Regions from separate parts of the Zea mays genome. Here region 2 is linked to region 1. Evidence: chromatin contacts called from public Hi-C data. All regions are on one chromosome and are shown on one strand. The core of a region is the stretch at or near the end of the contact, and the rest is flanking DNA. Distances in the headings are between cores, read along the strand shown. Region 1 holds the start of LOC541961 (knotted related homeobox 5). Region 2 holds the start of LOC103629163 (acetylornithine aminotransferase, mitochondrial).

Region 1 (3,921 bases), core at 849-3,348:
ACAAGCAGGATCATTATATCTTGAGCTACCCCCACGACAACAAAAAAAAAATCTTGTGGAGTCCGAAATGGAAGCTGGGGCCTGTGGATATGACCTTGGCCAGTATAGCTAGCAATCTAGCATGCACGAGCAAGATTCTTTTTTCCCAAAGCCATCCAAGCAGTGTCGCTGGCTCGCTGCCCATCAGCGCGCAGTTCGCTCAAGTTCCATCAGTCGTCAGATCGAGGCAGCCTACAAGTCTACAAGTAGCAGCAGCAAATACACCTCCATGTGAGAGAGGAGGAGGTGAGAGAGAGAGAGATAAGCAAACAAAGGCAAAGCATTGGTTGGTGTACAGTAACTTAGATCCCATATCATAAGTCTCCTATTTTACATCCTGCTGGAGAGTGTCTTACACGAAGCACACGCTCAAAACTTTACTCATCCGACCCCGGCGTCTGACACTCCTGCACCCCATTTGCATGGACACGATTTGACCACACAAGAAGAACACGCACACGCGCACACATTCATCAAAGCAGCTAGTATCCATCCACCATCCTCGCCCCTCTATAGTCGCACACGCGCTAGCTTTCTTCGCTTCACAGTTCACAGCTCCCACAAGAACAGCAATAATGCACCGCATGTCCACAATGGCGGCATGGCAGGTCGTCTCGTCTCGTCGGCGACCGGCCGGAGAGATGCATGTGAGCGGAGGAGTTATTATTAATATGGGTTTTTTATTTCCCCGTACGTACTAGAGTTTTAGATGACAATTAAAAAGACGAACTGATTATAAAACCAGATCTATATGTTTACTGTAGCAAACCGCTGAACTGATCACGGATAGCTTCATCTCCTGAATTAGCCACGCTTATGCAATTAGTTTTATAATAATTAGCTCATGTTTTAATCCTTCCAATCAACATCCAAAACCCAGCCAGACGCCCGGAGGATCAAACACCCCCCGGCCTTACTTACTTACCGGAGAGCGAGGCGGCGCCGCCGCAGAGGGAGCTGAGCTGCGTCCTGACGCTGCTGAGGAAGGACGCCGCCTCGTCGAACGGCCGCGACAGCTCCTCCTTGTACCGCTCCAGCAACCGGCAGTACGTCTCCTGCGCGCCGCAGCCACCGTCGTCGTCGCCACGGTCACATGTAATAACGACACAAGAATCAGAACAACTGGTTTAGCGTGCGTACCATGAACTCGTCGAGCTCGGGGTCCATGCCGACGACCTCCCCGCCGGCGGAGGCGGCGGCGCACCTCTCCCGGCCGATCTCCTCCAGCAGCGTGGCCACCTCCGACGGCGCGCCCACCTGCCACGCCAAATCAAGAAACCGACCCGCGTCGTCAAGGCGTAATTATTGTCGGCGAGCTAGCTGCTAGGTGCTAGCTACTGCTAGCCGACCGCACGATGCGACGGCGAGGTACCGTACCTTGCGGCAGTCGATGTAGGCGGAGAGGAGGGACGGGTAGCGTGGGTGCCCGGCGATCTGCGCCTTGACCAGCTCCGTCAGATCCGCCGCCGGCGGGGGCGGGGGCGGGGGTGAGCCCGGTCCACCGGCGACCCCGGACGCCTCGCTAGTCGCCGCCGCCCCGTGGCGCGAGATCCCCGGGTGGATGCTGTACAGATCCTCCATGCCCGCCGCGCCACCCTGCAGTCTTCTTTGCTGTAGCTCGATCGCGTGTCCCAGCAACCGAGCTGCTCGCTGCCTCTAGCTAGCTATAATCTCCCTTCTATTCTACCTATCTACGTGCACCTGTGCACACATCCATATAATCAAATCGCTGGAAATAGTAGTAGAAAAAGACTCCGATGGTTCCGTGTTGTTTTATTGTCTGGTTCTTGGGGCATGTGTGGATGCGGGGAGCTCCAGGAAGACGAAGAAGAAGCGGCAGCTAGCGCACAAGGAAAAGGGTCGTGCAAGCAAGAACAAGAGAAGGTAGGGGAAGGGGCAGAGATCATGCGGGGAAAGGGGAACTAGCAGTCGTTTGCACTGCAGCCCCTGCTGTTGCTACTGCTGGAGCTGCAGACGCAGAAGCAGGCCGTGATCTCTGCAGCAGCGGTATTCATGGGGTTGAACCGGCTCGGCTGCTCTCTCTCTCTCTGAGTCAGAGGATGATGGAGGCAGTGCCTGCCAGTGAGATTGGGAAAGAAGAAGGGAATATGTGGTTTTTTCTATGCGAGAAAGAAAAAAAATGTAAAGAAATGTGCATGGATGTTCCCATTTTCATTGATTTTTTTTCGCTACTATGGCTATATCCGGCGGTCAGACTAGCGTAGCGTGAAAAAACTGTAGACGATACTGAGAAGTTTAAAACAAGAAATAAGATAGAGGATGCGATATGAGGTATGCTAGAGATAGCCTCACGTTCTAATGCGAGAGTGTAAACGAGAGATGTATGTAGCGAAGAGTGTATGCGGATACGAATATTGTTGGATACTTAGGAACAGGGTACATAAAAGAAGGCCTAAAGGCCTCTCAAATACAACCCATGAATCGAGCGACCCACCTGCCAAGCACCTTGGCGTGAGGGTCCAAAAGGCCTCCTGGGGACGGCTCACCAAGCCGACCAGCTCGCCCCCCAACCAATATCCGCCGAGCAACCCAGCGAGGCGAAGCTACTGACCAACCCGCTCGCCGAGCAACCTAGCGAGGCGAGACCGCCGAGCAATCCAGCAAGACGATAACTGACTCTTAGGAAAGCCAACCTGGTGCTATCGAGCCACGTCGGCGCGATGAGACATTACCAAGCCATGCCCAGACCACGTATCCCCGCTGACCAGTAGGACCGGACAACCCTAGTCGCTGAGACCTCAGCATCGGGATCTCTACACTGACACATACGCCGGAAGGGACGGGGCAATACACCGTACAAGGCGTACGTATACACATGATGAAAGGTGATGATATGAGGATGAAGGAAGATGAAGTTGTACTGAAGACATCCCTAAGCCATGCCTTGAGCTAACTCAATAGAACCACCAAACACCGCTACGTCTAAATCGAAGCAGCTACAGGAACTCATCTAAAGGCAGACGAGACACTACACCAGACCAGGGGTACGACAGCGCACGCCTCGGTAGACGACTCTATAAGGGATACACAGAAGCACGACCCAATAGACGAGACCATAGGGGCTACGAGACCTAGAAGCGGGAGGCTGAACTCCTCCCTGGTAGAATACAAATCCTCATTGTAATGTCTACCATTGAGCTATAAAAGGGCAAGACAACCTCCATCCAAAGATCATCTCATATCTCCACAACTTCACACAAGCACCCAGTTGTAACACGTTCCAAGCAATACTACTGGCAGCACCGCACTGAACTAGGGTCCCGGTCTGAACTAGTATAACTCCTTCGCCCCAAATCCACCTTCGAGCCCCTCCCCCCCCCCCCCCCCCCGCGCGGCTCACCATTTGGAGTGAGTCCAAACTAACACCTCTACTGAACACAAATCTTATTGTTCCTTGGTTCTGGAAACCACAACAAATATAGATATGTATAGTAAAAAGAAATTATTGATTTGGAGTATGAAAGGCTAAGAATTCATTTTCCGTGTCCTTATCCAACACTCTTATCGAAGTGATTTATGAGTGTAAAAATTGCACATGCATATTCATTTAGGCTATAGTCAGCAGACCTCTGATATCATGGATTCTGGGATGGTGATATCCTGATCCAAGGGTTAATAGAATTAATAGTGTATTCATATCAATAAAGTACATCTTTTTTCGAAAGTCTATCTCGAAAAAAACTCCAAGTTAAGCGTGCTTAGCTTGGAGCAATTTGGGATAAGTGACCGACCGAGAAGTTTTCTCGGGTGCGCATGAATGGGGACAAAGTGCGCATAAAAGATATGTGTTGATTTATGGAGACAATATATAATCCTATAGAGCTGACAGAAGTACCGCCAGTCTGGAAGTGGACAAGGTGT
Region 2 (3,775 bases), core at 883-3,382, 140 kb before region 1:
AATTAGCTTCATCCAATACAGGCATCCGTTCAAGCAAAGATGATCTGCGCATACACCAGCATTATCCATATTACTATTTTCTTTGACAAAACTACGGAATACAAAATTATCCTCAATAATTGCAAGATCTTCCACTCACTTCATCGATTGATGTCTTCGTATAATGGAACTGAATTCTATAGATCTTTGCTGCAATTCAAGCACAGTATTCCCTTTATTTTCTTCCACATTTTGGGAGAGAATTAGCCAAACACACTACCCATGCAAAGAAATTTTCTTTTCCGAGATTCAATTCGTCTTCAAATGTTTTTGAACAAAATTAGGGTTAATTAACACAGAGCTAAAAGTAATCGCAGCAGAGCTCCATTAAGTTTTTGCCTATAACCAGGGAAACAATCCTACACAATCCCAGAACATATTTTCTTCCACATTTTGGGAGAGAATTAGCCAAACACACCCAACAACCTTCCCTCATGCATTGCAGCTGCAATTTCCACTATGGCAACGAAACAGAATTTCACGGTACCCCATTACCAGAAGAACGGAGGACCCGATAAAAGGGGCAGTGCAGAGGTAAAGAAGACGGTGTGATCCATACCAGACATGGATGAGCTCGGAGCACATGGCCTTGACACAGCAGAATGATGCCTTGACCTTGCCCTCCACCGAGTAGTCTTATGGTGGATACTGCAGCAGAGGCGGTGGCGACCCAACGGGATGTTGGAGACCGTGAGGAGCGCGCGTCCCGTGTCGCCCAGCCGTCGGGATGTTGGGGGTGTTGTGGAAGGCACCGAGGATGAAGGTGTGGTGTCGCCTGTGGACTTGAGCACCAGCCGCAGGGCGCCCTGCAGGACACCATCCACATCCACATCGCCACCGCGTCCGCGTTCGATGCCACGCCCGTGACGCCGTCGCTGCTTGAGACCGAACCAAACTCTCGAATGTTAGATCCGAACAGGGGAGAGCGACCATGGGAGGTGAATGAAAGTTTCCGGATCCGGATGCGGGTTGGGCGTGATGCGCGGGGGATGGGGTGGGGTGGGGACTGCGGTGGTGAATGGCCTGGTCTCCGATGGGTACATGGATGCTCGCTGCTCCATTTCGGGCGTTCGCGCTGTGGATGCGCCATGCCGGAGCGCGCGTGTGCCATGCTGGATCCGGTGGCCGCGGTGGGGAAGCGGGAAGGGCGTGGTCTCCGGTGTGCGCCAAGCTGGATCCGGTGGGGAAGAGCGCAATCTCAGGTGTGTGCCATGCCAGATCCGGTGGCCGCTGTGGGGAAGGGGGAAGGGCGCGGTCTCCGGTGGGTGGGGAAGGGGGGACCGCGGTGGGGAAGAGAGTTTGCCGAGCGCGCTGCTGTGAGATTGGCGGAACACGGAGAACGCGCTGGCGTGATTGGCGGGCATCGCGGCGCGGCGGCAGAGGGTGCCGCTGTCTCCAGCAACGTCCTCTATATACATCCTCTATATCCGTCCTTTACAGTCTTCTCTAAAAGATTCCATCTCCTATATCTACTTTCTCTCCAACAATGTCCTCTAAATCACGTCCTCTATATGTAAATACCTATATTAAAGACATTTTTAATTTTTTAATTTTTGTACATACGTATTTGTCATACTCTCAAATGTATTGTACATATTTTAGTTTTATTAAACCGGTTGTTTAAAGTATTCAAATAGATAGAGAACCGTTTAGAGAAACTCTATATATAGAGGATCCAGCAGCGTTCTCTAAATTTAGAGGACCGTTTAGAGGACGTTGCTGTAGGGAGTAGAGGACGTCCGCGTCCTCTAAATTTAGAGTACAGGACCCTTTAGAGCTCATTGTTGGAGCTAGTCTAAGGAGTAGCAGAGATTGCCGGACGGTATTTCTCCGTTGCCTAGCCTGACGCCCTGACCAACCAACCGCGCAGCGCCGCCGTATGCAGAGGCACCTACTACTCGGCTACTCCGTCTCACTTCTATGCGGGCCCGACCGACGCAATCGCACATTTCTGACAGAGTGAATGACTGGTATCTTTCCCGGAACCCTACTCCGAAACGCAACACACGTTTCCGTCTAAAAATCCCCAACGCAACCAGACGCTGGTGGCGTCCCGCACGCCCCCCCCCCCCCCCCCCCCCCCCCAAACTCCGATCTGCCATGGCCTCGCTCCAGTCCTTTCTCGCCGTCAAACCGGCCGCCGGCTGGGCCGCTCCGTCCCGCCGCGCGCGCGTCGCGGCCTTCCTCGCTCCGCCGCCCCCGACCACCGCGGCCGCCGTGGGGGCGGCGCGGCGGGAGCTGTCGGCCGCGAGCCTGGCCGTCGTGGACGGCGAGGCGCGGTACCTCGTCGGCACCTACAAGCGGTCCCGCGTCGTCTTCGAGCACGGCCGCGGGTGCAAGCTCTACGATACCGACGGCCGCGAGTACCTCGACATGGCCGCCGGCATCGCCGTCACGGCGCTCGGCCACGCGGACCCAGACGTGTGCGCCACCATCGCGGAGCAGGCCGGTAAGGTCGTCCACGTCAGCAACGTCTTCTACACCAAACCCCAGGTGGGTGCTCCTGCTCCCTCCGATCCTCCCTCCCCCGCTTCCCTCGCCATGTGTTCGACGCATTGCTCCGGCCGGCCCATTTTTCTCTGCTTCATCTGCAGAAGCGCCTCGCTGTCGCAGGTGGAGCTAGCCAAGCGGCTCGTTGAGGTGTCGTTCGCGGACCGCGCCTTCTTCGCCAGCACTGGCACGGAGGCCAACGAGGCGGCCATCAAATTCTCCCGCAAGTTCCAGCGGGCCGCACACCCGGAGAGCGGCGACCCGCCCACGGAGTTCCTGGCGTTCAGCAGCAGCTTCCACGGCCGGACCATGGGCGCCGTCGCGCTCACCAGCAAGTCGCAGTACCGGGAGCCCTTCGCGCCCGTCATGCCTGGGGTGACCTTCGTGGATTACGGCGATCTGGAGGCGGCCAAGAAGTTCGTACGGTCCGGCAGGGTCGCTGCTGTCTTCGTCGAGCCCGTGCAGGGTGAGGGTGGCATTCACAGTGCCACCAGGGAGTTCTTGCAGGGGCTGCGGGACGCCTGTGACGAGGCGGGAGCCCTCTTGGTCTTTGATGAGGTACGGTGTACTCTGTCCCATCTCTCTTCTCTGAATCTCTGTTCATATCGAGAACCCGATGATATTGCTAGTAATTCATATTTCGTTTACAAAGCACGAAACGCGCACAATTTAGTTGTAGCCATGCATTCCACTATGAACTTTAGGCATACAGTCCATATACAAGAGATAATGTAGCAGAGTCAAGCTGTGACTCTGTTCTGCATTCCTATCTTCAACCCAGCGACACATCATGGTCACATTCCTTAGTTTTCAAGCTGCATCAATCTGTCAGCCATGAGATGTAGTAATGGTGGTACGTATATGCTTTCTAAACAAACGCAGGTGCAGTGTGGTTTCGGGCGCACAGGCCACCTCTGGGCGCATGAGGCGTACGGAGTGGAACCAGACATAATGACCTTAGCGAAGCCACTGGCCAACGGCATTCCCATCGGCGTTGTCCTGGTGAAGGAGAAGATCGCCGCAGCCATAAACTACGGCGACCACGGCACGACGTTTGGCGGCGGGCCTCTCGCCTGCCAGACCGCGATAACGGTGTTCGACAAGATCACGAGACCCGGTTTCCTGGCCGAGGTGTCGAGGAAAGGGGAGAGCTTCAAGCAGCTGCTCCGCGCCAAGCTGAGCGGGAACCCGCACGTGAGGGAGGTCCGCGGGGTCGGCCTTCTCGTCGGCGTCGAGCTGGACGTGC

What was found. A called contact is a pair of places that touch in the nucleus more often than the background predicts.
Region 2: a Hi-C map of leaf shows a contact between it and region 1, with 5 times the contacts expected there. The contact joins the promoter of LOC103629163 here to the promoter of LOC541961 in region 1. A contact is called at or near these places in 9 of 25 Hi-C or Micro-C datasets (bundle sheath, ear, leaf and 3 more) and 1 of 3 datasets of contacts at active chromatin or transcription factors (leaf).

Annotation. Positions count from the first base shown.
Region 1 is chr6:31,927,340-31,931,260 of Zm-B73-REFERENCE-NAM-5.0, reverse strand. It overlaps LOC541961 (knotted related homeobox 5), which reads right to left and starts at 2,098. Exons shown (of 5, transcript NM_001111615.2): 1 at 1,417-2,098; 2 at 1,180-1,296; 3 at 965-1,094. The coding sequence starts at 1,620.
Region 2 is chr6:32,062,832-32,066,606 of Zm-B73-REFERENCE-NAM-5.0, reverse strand. It overlaps LOC103629163 (acetylornithine aminotransferase, mitochondrial), which reads left to right and starts at 2,132. Exons shown (of 3, transcript NM_001346846.1): 1 at 2,132-2,532; 2 at 2,653-3,087; 3 at 3,412-3,775. The coding sequence starts at 2,140. It also overlaps the pseudogene LOC103629164.